Regions from separate parts of the Sus scrofa genome. Here region 1 is linked to region 2. The links are chromatin contacts, called in public Hi-C maps. All regions are on one chromosome and are shown on one strand. Each heading gives the region's core, a stretch centred on a gene start, on an enhancer-like site or on the middle of the called end of the contact. The rest is flanking DNA. Distances are from core to core; before and after follow the strand shown.

Evidence for each region. A called contact is a pair of places that touch in the nucleus more often than the background predicts.
Region 1: a contact with region 2 is called in a Hi-C map of fetal liver, with 2.4 times the contacts expected there. The contact joins two enhancer-like sites. A contact is called at or near these places in 2 of 5 promoter capture datasets (fetal liver and liver) and 5 of 47 Hi-C or Micro-C datasets (alveolar macrophages, blood, fetal liver and 2 more).

The regions. Positions count from the first base shown.
Region 1 is chr9:115,118,045-115,120,769 of Sscrofa11.1, forward strand. No RefSeq gene overlaps it. Among named protein-coding and RNA genes, the nearest start is that of FASLG, 51 kb to the left of the region's middle. Within about 2 kb of position 1,452, at least 3 of the 83 cell types and tissues checked have an H3K27ac peak or open chromatin away from gene starts, as enhancers often do. A contact at or near this core is called in fetal liver, where this site is marked.
Region 2 is chr9:114,996,191-114,999,165 of Sscrofa11.1, forward strand. The region is part of intron 23 of SUCO (SUN domain-containing ossification factor); the gene reads left to right. The region is part of intron 2 of LOC110255510 (a long non-coding RNA gene); the gene reads right to left. Among named protein-coding and RNA genes, the nearest start is that of FASLG, 71 kb to the right of the region's middle. Within about 2 kb of position 1,416, at least 3 of the 83 cell types and tissues checked have an H3K27ac peak or open chromatin away from gene starts, as enhancers often do. A contact at or near this core is called in fetal liver, where this site is marked.

The DNA.
Region 1 (2,725 bases), core at 202-2,701, 120 kb after region 2:
GTGATACTGTAGGTTGTGATCACCCTCTTACTCTCATAGTGTGCTATGAGCAGTAGGTTTACATGTCCTCATTGTCACAGTGTTTACTTTGACTCTTCAGTGTCAATGACTAGACAAGTATATCTGTGATGCGACCAGAGATCCAAAAATGCCTGTGTCTAGACATAGAAAACAATCAGAAGTCCAAAGTGAAGAGACTTGATTGATTCCTGGGCTAGAAGTCCTTCTAATACCACACCTCTAAACTCAAATAACACTGTCTTACTTGCTCCTGTGAGCTTACATCATCAGTCTAGTAACATCTTAGTCCTGTGAATGCATGATTAGAAGAGGCTATTTAAAAAGGTTCCATAGCAAATGTGAGGATTAAGGAGAAAGACTAAGCTGCATCTCCTAGCTAAAGCCAGAGGAAAAGAGGTATTTCCCTCCCTTTGGAATGTTGGCCTGAGAAAGCTGTAATTTGTGATTAATAGCTAAGGTTTTAGGGCCAGAAAACATCTTCTTACAAATGGTATAAAATCAGTTAATTTTATGTCTCCATATTCTTATTCTTAAAACAAGAATAATGCTGGTACTTAACGTGAATCCATTAAGATGTCTTTGGTTTCCTTGTGGCACAGTTGGGTAAGGATCTGGTGTAGTCACTGCAGTGGCTAGGGTCACTGTAGTGGCTCAAGTTTGATCCCTGGCATGGGAACTTCCACGTGCCAAGGTGAGCACCGCCCCTCCCAAAAAAAAAAAACCAAAAAGAAAGAAAAAAAACTTAAGCTAGTTTAAGGGAAAGGTATTGTCCTGTGTATCTGTGAAGTCTTGAAGTAGATCTAGCTTTAGCTGTGGTTTAGTTCAGACGCATAATTTTATCAAGCCTTTAGTTGCATTTCTTTGCAATCCTCTTGCTGTGTCTTCCTTCTTGCATCAGCCATGCCCTCAGGCTGTCTCACCTCAGGGGAATAGCAATCGTCATGGCACTTCTATACCTTACATCCTCATATCCTACTATTTAAAAGAAGAGTTTCTCTTCTGGTAGTGCCCATGGAAGGGAGAATAATCTTTCCCAAAGCCGTCAGCACATGTCTCTTTATAGCTCTAAGGGTGACTTAGCTCATAAATACACTCTGAAGAATCACTGGGCAAAAAAGTTGAGATGATAGAAATAAGGTTTACTTCTAGGGCTGAGAGTGGGATCAAAGCCCCATCGACCATTATACAAAACGTAGAGGGGAGGCAATTACCCAAAGGAAAATAGACACATGTTTCTGGACGGGGAGAGAAACTGATGTTGGAGGCCATTAAGAACAGTATCCTATAGGGTGGTTGTGAAGGTCTTAGCAGAATTTCTGACCATTGGAAGGAATAGACAAGTGCAAACCATGAGTATTATGTTGGTGTCATGCTATAGTCACTTTCTGACTAGAAGTACTGCCTCACCTTTTATCTGTAACGTCTGCCCCTCCTATTTAGCAAGTGTGGAGAACCAGATTAGCCTTATCTCTGTGTCTGACTTGCTGGGTGGTCTTGGCCAAGTCACTGACATCCTGTTTATCAGAAATGAAGCTCAGATGAAATATGAGTTGAAGTAACTTTCTAGAAATAGTGTTTTGTTTTGTTTTTTGTTTTTTTCTTCTTTCTTTGACCCCCAGGAAACCTTAGCTAAAGTTCATCATGATTCAGGGACCCTAGTTTCATGGTTTAATTTAAATCAAAAGGCTTCGAAGTCAGGCAGGTTTTCGATTTGAATTCCAGCTCTGCTAGTGCTATGATGGTGGGCAACTTCATTCTTCAAGCCTCAACTTCCTTCACAGGGGAAGGGATGGCAAATAAGATCAGATTTTCATGCTTGACTTACATCAATGTAATAGAATTGGAGTGAGGCACAGGTAACATTTATGCAGTGGTAGATAAATTGAACAGTAACTTGGATTTAGAAATGTATGTTGGTGATTTCATCTACTCTCCTTTTTAATGTCTCTCACTTGCCTGATGACTACATATATTTACCCGTAAGGGATACTGAGACATTAAATTGAGGATCTGGGAAGTTAAATTAGAAGGATGCATGTGTGTACATCATGATCAGAGGGCACCTTTCCCCCTCCCCTAACTAGGCTGATTCTCATCTCATACAGGGCTGTTATGAAGAATTAGTGAATATTCAACCAATTTTGAACTAGTTCATTCATACTTCTCCATTTCTTTTCATTTTTTTTTCTTCCCCTACATCCACATTTGGTTTGCTGGTACTACCTAGTGGCAATTGTAGGTATTGTTTCTTAAAAAATTTTTTTGGCGTATCGTTGACTTACAATGTTGTATGAGTTTCAGGTGTACAGCAAAGAGAATCAGTTATGCTTATACACATACCCATTCTTTCTCAGGTTCTTTTCCCATATAGGTTATTACAGAATATTGAGTTTCTTATGCTATATAGCAGGTCCTTGTTAGTTATCTATTTTATGTATAGATATATAACATGCATATGTTAATACAAATTCCCAATTTATCCCTCACTTTCGGTAAGTTTGGTTTCAAAGTCTGTGAGTCTTTTTCTATTTTGGAAATTCATTTGTATCACTTTTTTTAGATTCCACGATTCCACATATAAGTGATAATATGATTTTTTTCTTTGACTTATGTCACTTAGTATGATTATCTCTAGGTTTATCCGTGTTACTGCAAATGGCATTATTTCATTCTTTGTATGGCTAAGCAATATTCTACTGTGTAT
Region 2 (2,975 bases), core at 166-2,665:
TGTCCTGATTGGGTGATTCCCCTTATTTTATCTTCCGCATTACTAATTCGTTCCTCTGCATTATTCATTCTGCTCTTTATTGCGCTTAGTTCAGTTTGCATCTCTGAAAGTGAGTTTTCTAGTTTTTCTTGCCTCCTTGGTATTTTTCTAGTTCCTCTCTAAAGGAATCTGCATTACTGTTCATATCCTCTTGTAATTCCTTATTTTCACTGTCTCTCTTTTGAACTCAATGTCTGTCAGACTGCAGAGGTCAGTTTCATTGTTTGCTGCTTCATGTGAATTCTGTTCCTTTAACTGGGAATGGTTTCTGTGCTTCGTCATCTTGCTTGTGTTTTTGTTTTTCTGTGAGTTTGGGGAAGCCAAACTGTGGTCTTGTAAGGCTACTTCTATGCAAGTGTACCCCTATGTATTTTGGGGGGGTTCCTATTTATTTTTGGTGTGGGAGTTTGAATATTTGCTGTCTCTTTCATTGGTGTGTTATCCCCAGGATGCTCACTGTGTTTTCAGGGAGAAGGCAATGGGTAGGGCCAGCAGTCAGTGCTGGTCATTGGGCTCTTAACAGCAGCAGCAAGGACCTGCAGAAAGGTGGCACAGGCTATTTCTAGTTAGTGGGCTCTGGGAAGTGGTAATGAGCTCTAGGCAGATCTACAAGGTGACCAGAGCATTTGGCAGTAGCAGCAGCAGGGTGCGTGAGTTCCCAGGGGAGCGAGAGCAACAAGAGCTTGTGTTCATTTGCAGTGCCCTCCTCTTAGGTGATTGGAACTGCAGGTGGTACCTGTTCAGGGTCCCCTAGTAGTAGCGGGCCACACCGCCTCTGGGGTCAGTCTTAACTGTGGTGTTTTGACCCCGCCATCTGTAGACCTTGCATGAAACAACCCATCTCAGCCCACATAGGAGGTGTTGCACAGGAGATCAGGTGTGCGGGTATTGCCTGTAGCATTTGACAGTGGCAGCAGCAGGATAGGTGTGTTCCCAGGGGTGCTAGAGCACCAACATGTGGTGTTTGGTCACAATGCCCTCCTCTGTGGTGCCCTTGAGGTGAGTGGGGCTGCAAGTGGTGTCTGTTCACAGACCCCTAGTGGTGCAAGCCACTCCCACCTCTGGAGCCAGCGATAACTGTGGTGATTTGCCCCTGCCTCCTATAGACCATGCAAGAAGCACCTCGTTCTGCTTAGCCCCCACAGACGGTGCTGCACAAGCTGCTCCTAGTTGTAGGTTCCTGGAAAGGGACTGTGGTCAAGCATCTGGACACTGCCCTGAGTGTTAGGCAGTGGCAGAATCAGGGCGGGTTTGTTCCCACGGGAGCAGAAGCAACAACAGGTGGTGTTCTGTCGCAGTGTCCTTTTCTGTGGTGCCGTCTGAGGTAGTTGTGACTGCAAGTGATTGTTGTTCAGCTATCACTGATGGCGGTTGGCCACACCCACCTCTGGAGTCAGAGATAACTGGCGGTTTACCCCCACCACCTGCAGACCACGCACGAAGCACTCTGTGCCACTTAGTCCATGCAAAAGCTACTGTACCAGCTGCTCCTAGTTGTAGGGTCTTGGGATAGGACAGTGACCAAGTGGTCTGGGCACCACCCAGAGCATTTGGCAGTGGCAGCTGCAGGGCGGGTGTGTTCCCAGGGAAGTGAGAGCAGTGTACGGTGCTTGGTTGCAGTGCCCTCTTTTTTTCTTTTTAGCCAACCCCTGAGGTGACTGGGGTAGCAGGTGGAGCCCACTCACAGGCCCCCAGTGGTGGCAAGCCATGCCTCCCTCTGGCCTCTGAGACAACCACTGCAGTCTGTCCCTGCCACCTGTAGATCACAAAAGGCACCACGTCGCACTTAATGATGCCCTTAGCCCACGAAGAGGTGCCTGGCCTCCGGTAGCCTGCACAGGAAGCGCCCGGTCTCCCCTAAATGAGCAAGAGGCTTCTCGCTGCCCATAGCTTGTGCCAGAGCAACCCTGCCCTCTGAGAGCCCGTGGGCATGCACATGCTCTGGTGCAGGGAGTTTCCTATGGTGGCCTACCCCTCCTCCTCTTGCCCTCCCCAACAGTGGCACCTTGCCTCTCCTGCAGGTCTAGACCTTCTCCTGGGTTCCCTCTGCTGTGGCTTCCCCTCCCCGCCCTTGGCATACCATTCCCCTACCTGTAGTGCACTGTTCCTTAGCCCCTTAGGCTCTCTCCACACTGCCAGCCCCAGTCCTCTCCCCAGGACTGACCTCTGGAACCTAAGTCTCAGTGCCCAGCCCCCACCCGAGCATCTCAGGCTGTAGTGTCTGGGGCGGTGGTGCAGATGCTCTGTGTGGTTCTCACTCTGCTTTGCTGTTCTCAGTCCAACTGCTGTGCTTTTCTTGGCGACTTTGAGGTCCCTCCAACTCGGCTGATCTGTCAGTTATGTGGCTTCCCAGAATGTGGGTTCCTTTTCTCCTTCATAGCTCCCTTTCAGGAATGCTAGTCCTGTGCTGATTACTTTCCTTTTTTTTTCTTTTGTTCTACCCATTTATGTCAAGGGTTTCTCTCCCTTTTTGGAGGTTTAAGTTCTTCTGCCAGCATTCAGTTGACGTTCTGTTTGAGTAGTTTCACGTGTGTTTTTTTGATGTGTTTGTGGGAGGTCAGTGTGACCTCTCACTCCTCCGCCATCTTGCTCCGCCCTCCCTCATTTCAAATGTCTCTTAAAGACCTTGCTTTCAAATCTTGTGGGTGTATACTTGACCCTTGAACAGTGTTGGAGTTAGGTACACTGACTCTGTGCAGTTGAAAATTCACATATAATTTATAGTTGTCCCGCCATATCCATGATTCCTTGACATCCAAGGTTCTGAATCAACAGATTGAGCCAGCTACATATAGTGTAGTACTGTAATATTTGCTGTTTGCAGTTCCAGGGTCAACTATATACTCAAGTGGGATTGCTTGATCATATGGTAATAATGTGTTTTTTGAGGAACCTTTATAGTGTTTTCCCTAGTGGTTGTACTATTTTACAGTCCT